Regions from separate parts of the Pan troglodytes genome. Here all the other regions are linked to region 3. The links are chromatin contacts, called in public Hi-C maps. All regions are on one chromosome and are shown on one strand. Each heading gives the region's core, a stretch centred on a gene start, on an enhancer-like site or on the middle of the called end of the contact. The rest is flanking DNA. Distances are from core to core; before and after follow the strand shown. Region 1 has its middle 41 kb from the start of KRR1. Region 2 has its middle 120 kb from the start of KRR1. Region 3 holds the start of PHLDA1 (pleckstrin homology like domain family A member 1).

What was found. A called contact is a pair of places that touch in the nucleus more often than the background predicts.
Region 1: a contact with region 3 is called in a Hi-C map of stem cell-derived neural progenitor cells, with 5 times the contacts expected there. The contact joins the enhancer-like site here to the promoter of PHLDA1 in region 3. A contact is called at or near these places in 2 of 7 Hi-C or Micro-C datasets (blood and stem cell-derived neural progenitor cells) and 1 of 1 datasets of contacts at active chromatin or transcription factors (stem cell-derived excitatory neurons).
Region 2: a contact with region 3 is called in a Hi-C map of induced pluripotent stem cells, with 2.8 times the contacts expected there. The contact joins the enhancer-like site here to the promoter of PHLDA1 in region 3. A contact is called at or near these places in 3 of 7 Hi-C or Micro-C datasets (induced pluripotent stem cells and stem cell-derived neural progenitor cells) and 1 of 1 datasets of contacts at active chromatin or transcription factors (stem cell-derived excitatory neurons).

What each region holds. Positions count from the first base shown.
Region 1 is chr10:82,319,929-82,323,474 of NHGRI_mPanTro3-v2.0_pri, reverse strand. No RefSeq gene overlaps it. Among named protein-coding and RNA genes, the nearest start is that of KRR1, 41 kb to the right of the region's middle. Within about 2 kb of position 1,439, at least 3 of the 24 cell types and tissues checked have an H3K27ac peak or open chromatin away from gene starts, as enhancers often do. A contact at or near this core is called in stem cell-derived neural progenitor cells, where this site is marked.
Region 2 is chr10:82,394,691-82,398,044 of NHGRI_mPanTro3-v2.0_pri, reverse strand. No RefSeq gene overlaps it. Among named protein-coding and RNA genes, the nearest start is that of KRR1, 120 kb to the right of the region's middle. Within about 2 kb of position 1,509, at least 1 of the 24 cell types and tissues checked has an H3K27ac peak or open chromatin away from gene starts, as enhancers often do. A contact at or near this core is called in induced pluripotent stem cells, where this site is marked.
Region 3 is chr10:82,795,939-82,799,543 of NHGRI_mPanTro3-v2.0_pri, reverse strand. PHLDA1 (pleckstrin homology like domain family A member 1) reads left to right here and starts at 1,923. Exons shown (of 2, transcript XM_001161528.7): 1 at 1,923-3,605. The coding sequence starts at 3,358.

The DNA.
Region 1 (3,546 bases), core at 190-2,689, 480 kb after region 3:
TGCATTATAGGGAATTTGGAGGATAAAGTGCCATGATACATGCACATGAGTTATGATGCCTGACACAAAGATAATATCAATATCTGTATCTGTTGTTGTTATCATTATCATCATAATTACCAAAACAATATTGTGTTTTGAGAGTAACGGGAGACAAAGAAGGAAAGGTCAGTAAGTGTAGGTCATGAAGAATGCAAGGCAAGGTGTTACTAAGGTATTACAAAATACAGCCACAAATTTCTCACAACCCTGTAGACATCCTCTTTGCAATGTAATGTTGCTATTCCTTCCTTCAGGAGGTAAAATTTATTTCTCCAACATCTTGAATCTGGGCTGGTCTCGTGATCTGTTTTGACGAATAAAATGTGGCAGAGGTGACATTGTGCAATTTATGAGCTGAAGCCTCAAGAGGCATTTCCAGCTTTCAGTTTTACTATCTTAAATCCAGCTCCCTTATGAGAAGATCCCAGCCAGCTTGCTGGAGAGCCCATGTGGAGGGAAACTGAGGCACACTAGCTGAAAGCCCTAGTCAACTGCCATCTGGGACCAGCTAGTCGCTAGCTGAACTGTCACCTGACCACAAAATACATAAGTGAGCCCAGCAATACCCTAGGGAGCAGGGACAAAGTATCCCAGCTGATCTCTTCTTCAATTGCCAAACCCAGAATTGTGAGCAAATACATAGTGACTGTTTTAAGCTACTGAGTTTTGGGTGTTTTTTTATATGCCAGTAAATAACCGAAAGAGAAGCATAAGAAGTTTTACTTTACCTAGGAGATAAGAAATAATCTTTGAAAGATTTTTAACAAGGTAATGACCTCAACAGATTTTTATTTTAGGAATTTCATCCCAATGCCAGCATAGAGGTTCACTGAATAAAGTAAAGAAAATAGAAGATATTAGGAGTAATAGTTAAGTAAAACTTGATGAAGATCTGGGCGATGATAGAAGAGCAAGAAAAAAGCTACTTGCCTGAATGAGGAACCTCAGAAATGCCCTGCATGCTTCATTGAATGATCTGCAGAAAGCTTCCCAAAATTCTTCATACTTTTTGAACAAGGAGCATGCAGTTTTACTTTGCACAGGGCCCCGAAAATTACGTAGCTGTTTCCAAGGAAGGAATTCACAGAAACTGAGCTTCAGGCCTCACATATTAGGAGGTAAAAAGGATCTGACTCAGTATGTTCTTGGTTGTGGCAGTTTAGCCACCAAGACTCTCAGGTTTGTGAATGTTTGGATCTCTCAGTGGCAGTCAAGCTTTGATTATTCTGATGCTAAAATCAGTGGCAGTTCCACACAGCAGAAACACCAAGAATAAGAAAAGCATTTCCAATCTTCTCTTTCCTAAGAGCTACCTGAGTGGCCTTCAATGAGTCAACCTTCTCCAGCTTCCTCATTCATGAAATGCAGTGCTAATCTTGTCCCTACACAGCCACAGGATTGTGACAATTAAGCGGACATGTGAATGAAGCACTTTAAATTCCCCACAAAGGAATGCATTCAGCTAAACAGAGGGACTAAAAATAATTCTATTAACAACCATAATCCTCAGGCGGTGTCCTCAGCTCAGGTCCTTCTGAGGTGGCTATGGCTGCATGCTGTTTAGAATTTCTGAATCAAAATGCCTGACACTTTTCTGAGAGATAAAGAGAAGACGATAGATAGATAATCATTTGATTGGGCTGGCTGTGTGTTTATATGTTGTAAACTCCTTTTCCTTTTTATTTATTTACACTGTCTCATAATTTAAATTTTCTGCATATATTCAATCATCAAACATTTGTTGAACATATTATTATGTACTGGGCACCATGCTATGGGCTAGAAAAGGGGAACCAGAAGGGGCCCCTGCCCTCAAGGAACTCATAGTGTATAAATTGGAGATTGATACAAATAAACAACTAGAAAGTAATGTGCCAATGTTAAAAAAAAGTCATAAGCCAAGTGTTGGTGGAACACAGAAAGAAACCATTTATAGTCTGGAGGGACAGAGAGAATAAAGGCTTCTCTGAAGAAGTAACATTGAGTTTTTAGAATTTCATTTTGGCATGTTATGAAAAAACAGAATCAATATGGAATGAATTTCTGAGTTTGAAAAATATGTCCAAAATGTGAAAATAACCTTACATTGATAACGCCATACACATAGGGGCTTTTTTTTTTTTTTTCCACCATGCTTCTGAGTTCATTGCGTATTTCTTCATGATTTGATACTGACCTACTGTAATACTGATTTGGCAATTGAACCAATGTCAATGAATATTTATAGTCCCTAAACCTTCTGAGCCTGTTTCTTTTGAAAATAAGAGATTTAGAAATAACACACAAGGTTGTTTTAAGATACAAATTCGAACAGACTTTTAAATGAATATATCAGAACTTACACTTGTGAAAATGTCAGAAATTTGAATATGGCTTTTCTGGGAGACTATATTCACGTGCCAACGGTGTTACCATTGTTCAAAGCATTTTTTGCAACCACACTTTAGAACTGACTTAATGATTTGAGGATTTGATAGATTAGGAGAACAACCCAAGGAATGGGGAAAATTCCTCTCTGGGATAAGAAATCCCCTTGGAGACAGAAAAATCAGAGTTCGCATCAGAGTGTATAGACTCGTTCTCTTTCTCTTTCTTTCTCTCTCTCTCCCTCAGGTTCTTTATAAGCCAGGCTTGGTTGAACCTAACCAGCCTAGTCTAAAGAATTGCAAGTAGATACAAATGGTAAGGTTATGTGAAATTGTAACCATGAAGCATAATATAAATTATCTTCCTTTGAGTATAAACTTGATTTTTGGATCTGAGCCAAAAGGCATACAAAGTATTGTCAGGTAAATAGGGTGGATGCTATTTTGGGTCATAAGTGAGCATTGATTTTTTTCTTCAGTTTGTATATAGATTCCAAAGGTAACTCAACAGGATGACTTTTAAGAAGTGAAATGACTTCCTTGTTAGTCTGAAGACATGGTATCTCAGTGGAGCGTGGTGGTTCATGCCTGTAATCCCAACACTTTGGGAGGCCGAAGCAAGAGGATTGCTTGAGTCCAGCAGTTTGAGACCAGCCTGGACAACATAGGGAGACCTTATTTCTACCCAAAATAAAAATTACCCAGGCATGGTGGTGTGAGACTGTAGTTTTAGCTACTTGGGAGGCTCAGGTGGGAAGATTACCCGATTTCAGGATGTCAAGGCTACAGTGAGCCATGATTGCACCACTGCACTCCAGCCTGGGCAACAGAGTGAGATCTTGTTTAAAAAAAAAAAATTGAAGACATGGTATCCCAAGATGACTACTTTTGAAACATTACCAGTTTAAAAACAATTGTAGTACCAATACTAGAGTCATGATTTATAAGCTGTGTTTTGTATATGATTTTGAAAAATTATCAGTGATAGAGATTAGTATCATAAGTCATGTTTACAAAGGAGTGAGCTACTCTAAAATGCTCAATGATACATTTGTATGGACTTTACCATTTAATAAGTGCTCTGTACAAATCATCTCATTTGAGCCTAATCACAACACTGTGAGGTATGTTTTAGTTT
Region 2 (3,354 bases), core at 260-2,759, 400 kb after region 3:
CTTACTACAATTATCTGTCAATTTCTATGTGAATCTCTAAAAATTTTATTTCTAATGGTATGGTATTATTTTAATAAGCTCATAAAATGTTGTGATGGCCTAATGTTAAGTTTAGAGGTAAAAGAATGTGTTGGAAGTTCAAGAATTTATCTATAATCCAATAATGATACTTTTTTTTTTTTTTTTTTTTGAGACAAAGTCTCTGTCACCCAGGCTGGAGTGCAGTGGCACGATCATGGCTCACTGCAGCCTCTCACTCCCCAGGCTCAGGTGAACCTCCCACCTTAGCCTCCTGAGTAGCTGGGACTACAGGCACGTACAACCACAGCAGTCTAATTTTTGTATATTTTGTAGAGACAGGGTTTCACCATGTTGCCCAGACTGGTCTCAAACTCCTGGGCCCAATTGATCTGCATGTCTCAGCCTCCCAAAGTGCTGGGATTAGAGGCGCGAGCCACTGCGCCTGGCCTACCAATAATGATACAACTAAAAGCAATTCCCTCTGAACTTTTGATTCATGGTCTTTCTTATCTTTACTTCTCATTGCCTTTGCTACCTTTTAAAGTTTCGTTTTACTTATTTTTCATAGGAATTTAAGTAGGTAATTTGTAGACACTGTAAGACATGACTTTTATTTAGCTACAAGTCCCTTTTATCTAATACCTATTGAAGTGATCAATACCATCTGGATATAAACCAGACTTTTTCCACCTTGCCGCCCATCACCATGTCACCCCTAGTATTTTTATTTTAAGTATCCTCCCTGTTTTCCCTTAACTCAGTGTTAGTAAGGCTGAACACTCCACCTACATTCTTTTTGTTGATGTCTCCCAGCTCCCAGGGTACTGGTCTCCAATGTACGGTTTAGGCTCCCTAGAAGGTGCTAGTAAACATTCTTTTGAGGAGTAGGGGAAAATGCTAGAACTACTAATTATGTTTATTTTTTTATCTCACCTTAAATTATTCTTTGTTTATGCTCTATAGTGTTTATGATATAATTACAGTAGTACAGGTATACTTTACTAATAAATAAACACGTGTTTATTGAGTAAACTGAATTTGTTGCGTGTGCTACAGACCTGGTGATTTGTATGCAGGAAGTTTATTGGGGAATGCTCTTAGGATCAGCGCCTCAGGAGGTACTGTCAAAAGGGCAGGATTGCATCATGGTTCTCAACTGAGAAGGTTTGGAACCCCAGGATATATTTAGCAACATCTGGAGACATACTGGCATCTAGTGGTTAGAGGCCAAGGACACTACTAAATACCCTGTAATATACAGAGTGGCCACCACAACAAAGAATCATCCAGGTCAAAATGTCAATAGTGCTGAATTTGAGAAATCCTGGGGTAAAAGGATAAGCTGAATGGCAGTCAAGGCCAAGGCCTCACTTCATTCCATAGGGAGCTCTGGAATCAGGTGGGCCCTTCACAGTGTTCTACACAGGCCAGTCATGGGACACAGGAAGGAAGTATGACCTCAGAAGGGTGATTGTCTTTGGCTTTAGGCAACCCTGAGAAAGCTAAGAGCAGGCAGCTGCCAACACCCACAATACTGGAGAAATGAGAGCTTCAGCCCCGAGAAGGTTATGGAGAGAGACTAGGTGGAAAACCACAGCATCCACTACAGGAGAAATCACTAGCCAGCTTTTTTTCTCTCTCATTATTGTCTTTAAGTTTTTTTCTAAATGTTATTTTTAATTGACAAATAATAATTGTGTATATTATGGGGTACAAAGTGATATTTTGATCTATGTTTACATTGCGAAATGATTAAATAAGGCTAATTAACAGATTCATCAGCTCCCATACTTACCGTTTGTTTGTGGTGAAAACATTTAAAGTCTACTCTCTGAGCAATTTTGAAATATGTAGTGCATTGTTATTTATTACAGTCATTCTGTACAATAGATCACTAAAGCTTATTCCTTTTGCCTAATTGCCTTTAAGTTTGGTTGAACCTTGGCCTCATCCTTCCCTCTGCCTTACCACCAGTGAATCTCACTGCTTCTTAGGGCAATTTCAGGCATAAAAAAAAAAATCCATTTTCAAGCCTTCCAAACTCAAGGACAATTTATTTCAGAATGTTAATCCCTTATTCGAGGCAAAACTTCCCTTTCTCTTCACTCCAATCTACTCTCGGCTGGGGAACTGGTGATGGACAATGGAGCATGTAGCTTTCTCTTATTTCTCTTATTTTGACTTCCTTTCCCACATGCTCTGTGAAATGTTGGGACAAAGGGCAGGAGGAGATGTAAAACAGTTTAGTTTGGAGGCCACAGTGTAGAGGGTGTTGATCCAATAATCATCACATCTCTGTTATATTTTTTACAGTTTCCCTTTCTACTGGTTCATTTTTCTTTGTCCACTAAGGTACTCACAAATCCTTTCAGTCTTAACAGAAACACACCAAAAAATAAAATAGTAGCATCATCCTTCCTTGCTATCATTGTGCCTTTTTCTTTCTTTCCCTCCAAAGTGGAGTAGGCGGGACTTACTCTCTGCTTCCTGTTATCTGCTTATCTTTAACTCTTGACTGCTGGCTCTTTTACTTCTTCTCCCTGTGACTTCCCTGAAACTTCCAAAGGCTGCACATTACCTGTAACTATCAAATGTTAAAGCTTTTATTTTTTTCTCATTCCATTTGATCTTTTTGCAGCACTTTAACATGAATTGACAGACTATTTCATCTGCTTCTTTTCTTTTAACTTTTCTCCACTGTGAAATAATGCAGAAAGAAAAGTAGACAAAATTTTAAAATATATAGCTCAGTGATTACAGAGAAAACTCATGTGATTGTCACCTACCAGATGAATGTGTGCATTTCTTATACCCTAGAAGCCCCCCTTGCAGCTTTCCAATCACTACCAGTTCAAAAATAGTCAATATGCTAACTACTATGCTAATTACTTTGATATTCTATATAGTTTTCCACCTAAGAATGCATTTCTAAGCACTTTAACTTGATTTTGCATCTTTTTAAAAGCAATATAAAGGCCTGCAGTATATATTCTTCTGTGTATGGCTTCTTTTGCTCAACACTATATTTGTGAGATTCATCATTATTGTTGTGTATAGCTGGGATTAATTCCTTTTTATGGCTGTATGCTATTCAATTTCATGAATATACCACATTTATCCATTCTATTGTAGATGAACATTGGAGATGTTTGTAATTTTTGCCTATTGCCAGTAATATTGCTATGACTTTTCTTGTATACACCTTTGGCTACACGCATGTATGCATTTATATTGGGTATATATCTAGGCATGGAAGTAGTGAGTTGTTGGTTTTTGCATATTTTTAAATTTAGTAGACAATGACAAATAGTCTTCCAAAGTGGTTGTACCAAT
Region 3 (3,605 bases), core at 674-3,173:
GGGGCTGCAGGTAGAGTAGGTTAGAGTGAGGAAAATAGTTTGGGAGCTCATTCACATGTTTGATTTCTCTTAGACTACACAAGCCGTACTGTAGAGAAGTGTAAATGGAGAATTTTCAACTTATAGTAGCACTCACTGGCCTGGAATTGATAAAAACTGAAGGCTGTTTTTCACTATAGTTAATTCTAACCTATAAACTGGAGCAGTTCCATGTAGGAATTTGTTAAAACCTATTGTGTATGAATTACAGACTCCTCTGACCATCTGAGTGTTCTTTTTCAGTTTTTTTTTTTTTTCCTATGACCTAAAATCCCCTCAGACTTAAACCTCTAGTGAACTACTCAGTAAATGGCTTTACTAGTAAGTGTTCCCTTGCCTGGTATGTTCATTATTTTTTAACTTCAGTGTTTTATTCTTCGGCAGTAAGCAGTTGGATATAAGTTGGGGGTATAAATTTGGGACTCTGGCATATAGATGTTATTAAAAGTGATGAGACTGGATATCAACAAGGGAATGAGTGTAGATAAAGAAGAGAGCCAAAGACAAAGACTTGGGGCATTCCAACATTAAAAGTTTGGAGAGAAGAGAAAGCACCTCATAGAGGAGACACTGGAGATGTAAAGGAAAACTGAGTGATGTCCATGAAGCCAAGTGATAAACTTTATCCAAGAGAAGAAAATGAACTGTCCAGTGCTGCTGATAGATAACTTTATATTGCCAGCTGTAAAATGTACTTTCAATTAGCCATTTCAAATTTGTTTACCAAAGCAATGATTTTGTTGGCTAGTTTTCTAAACTTCAGTAACTTTTCAGTGACTTGTAGGTTTTCATTGCATATACAGCTGAATTTTTTTTTTTTTTTAAACAGGGTCTTGCTGCCACCCAGGCTTGTATAGTGGTGCGATCCTAGCTCCTGCAACCTTGAACTTCTGGGCTCAAACAGTCCTCCACCTCAGCCTCCCAAGTAGCTGGGACTACATGGTGCATGCCACCACACCTAGCTAATTTTTTTTTTACATTTGTAGAGGGAGGCCTTGCCATGTAGCCCAGGTTGGTTTCAAACTCCTGGGCTCAAGGGATCCTCTCACCTCAGCCCCCTAGAGTGTTGGTATTACAGGTGTGAACCACCATGCCTGGCCCAAAAGTTGTTTTTTTTTTTTTTTTTAAGTTATTTTCTGTAATGCATTTTCTGTGAATTTATTGTCTTTAAAAATTGGCAAATATGGCCATTTTGACATATTTGCCAAATATGAGCATATGGCAACTATGCTTTTAATTTGTTAAGTCACCAACTGTTGGTGGTAACTGTTGAAATAACAAATTAAGAGCAAAGTTATCACCAATCTACGGGATCCTTACACTACTGATATTTTCTATAATGCACCGTAGTCAGACATTGTAGACTTAACCTCTGAGCTGCTCACAAAATTACTAAATCATTCTGAAATACGTAACTGCAAATTCTGGGCTTTAAAGTCTCTAGTTATAATTAAATGGGTGATTTTGAAAATTGGTGGCTGTTCAGACATTTTCAAATGAGAATAGAATGCATTTGTTTCAGACTGATAAACTGCAGAAGGTTAGATAACACCAAACACATTTGAGTTTCTCCTAAGAAAATGACTTGGGGCTCCAGATTACATCTCATTTTTTTTTTTTTTTTACCCTATCAAGTTTGTTTTTCCATATGAAATGTCTTTCCCAACTACACCTGCCCTTGGAGACTGTGAATAACAGACTTAAAGGAAGTATCCTCTCCAGATGAGCTGAAGAATGTCATCCTCTTACAAGAATGAACAGCTGGTCATGGAGAAATTCTCTGGAATGCTCACTTGTCCTACAAAGGCAGGGGAGCAGAAAACATGTAGTTTTTTTGTTGTTGGTATACATAATTGTAAATCTTTGAGATAATTTTACTAGAAGTCCACATAATTTTAATAATTGCCTTTCTCCTGAAAAGATTGCTAATAAATTAACAATGTGAAGGCTAGAAAGCTGGCCAAGCATAATCCGGTGGGACTCCGGATTGCTGGCTGGATTGTCCCGTTTGATCAGACATTGTTTCTTAGATGAATATTCAGGACGCCCTCGTGTATAAAAGTTGTCCTTTGTTCTGACTACCTTGGTATTAAGTTCGAATTTCTTACCATGACACACAAAGGATTCGATTCTTGCTTAGCTCTCTAAGCTCCTCTCACTTTCTCTTCCCCTCTTGAATTCTTTGCTCTTGCCACACAACTAGCAGATGAACTAATCTATCTGTTCCAACGTGGGCACAGTAGCAGCCCTAACTCTTACCTTGGCCCACTCTGACTTGTCCAGCCCTGGTTGAATTCTTCGTATCCCCGTGAGGGTCCGCACGTAGTTGGGGCTGTTTACTAAACGGATGAACTTCCCTACCGGGAGGCTAGGTCTCGGTTATGCCTTACTTCCCAGGAAGCGGCTTCTATAGGCATTGTTTAAATGTAGGAGTAGGAGGGAGCTGGGGGTATTGCATTCCCCAGGTCACAGATAAATGAGATTCCAAAACCAAGATCTGGCTAGGCCTTGGAAAGAGGGACCTGCGAGGCCGACCAGACGTTTGGAACTGCGCCTTGCAGTGTGGGATCTCAGCACCGGATATTACCCCGGTTTGTAGAGAGTTGAGTTACTGTTTTAAGAGACGTTGCACACCGTACGGGTCAAGAAGAAAGCCGAAGACGGGTTAGCGCCTGCGGTCGGGGTCGAGAAAAAGGCGAGATGCGACCTGACGTGGGTCCACCTCTCTCCACCCGTGGCAAGCCCGACAGTCGCACTATTGCTTTAACAATCGCCCTCTTTCCAAGAAGAGCTACTTAGTGACCGTGAGCGAATATGCGTGGGAAGACACGATGTCCTCTCGGCCTCTGTGCGCTCAGTTGTTTACCTAGGCGTCCGGGGGAGGCACACTCGCGGGACTCGCGGGACTCGGCCCCGGCCTCCTAGCTCGCCCAGGACACGACGCTGGTTCTGCGGGCTCTCGGAGCCCAGCGCGAATCCCCCGGGCTAATTCCCAAGAACCGAGAGGCAGCACTGCCTGGAGGCTGCCCCCGCCTCCGCGCCCCCGTCCTCACTTTCTGAGGCTGTTAGCAGAGAGTCCCGCGGGCCGGGGAGAAGCGGGACGCGGGGGATGGCCTCGCAGCGCCCTGTGAGCGTCGGCAGTAGTCAGGCAGCCAGGGCTCCTTGGGCGATCGCCCTGGGTAGAGGAGAGGAGTTTCCGGGGCTCGGGTCCGGGTCGCCTTCCAGGGGAACAAGCGCGGAAGCAAGTGGGCGGCGAGAGGCGGAGCAAGAGACACTGGAGGGCGTGGACGCAGCCGGCTTTGGAAAGGCCCCAAGTTAATGAGGCGTGCGCCGGCTGCCGAGCGCCTCTTGGAGCTGGGCTTTCCCCCGCGGTGCGGGCGCCAGGAGCCGCCTTTTCCGCTGGGTGTCACTCGGGGGTGGGGAAGATGGCCCATTCAAAAGCGCCGCGAGGGGGCCCGGCCAGTGCCCTTCAGTGAGCGCTCGCAAGAGGACGGCAGAGGCCCGGCAGCTCGGAGCTCCGGGACCTTGTGGCGCATCAGGACGCGGCTGTCCCTCTGCCGGGACCC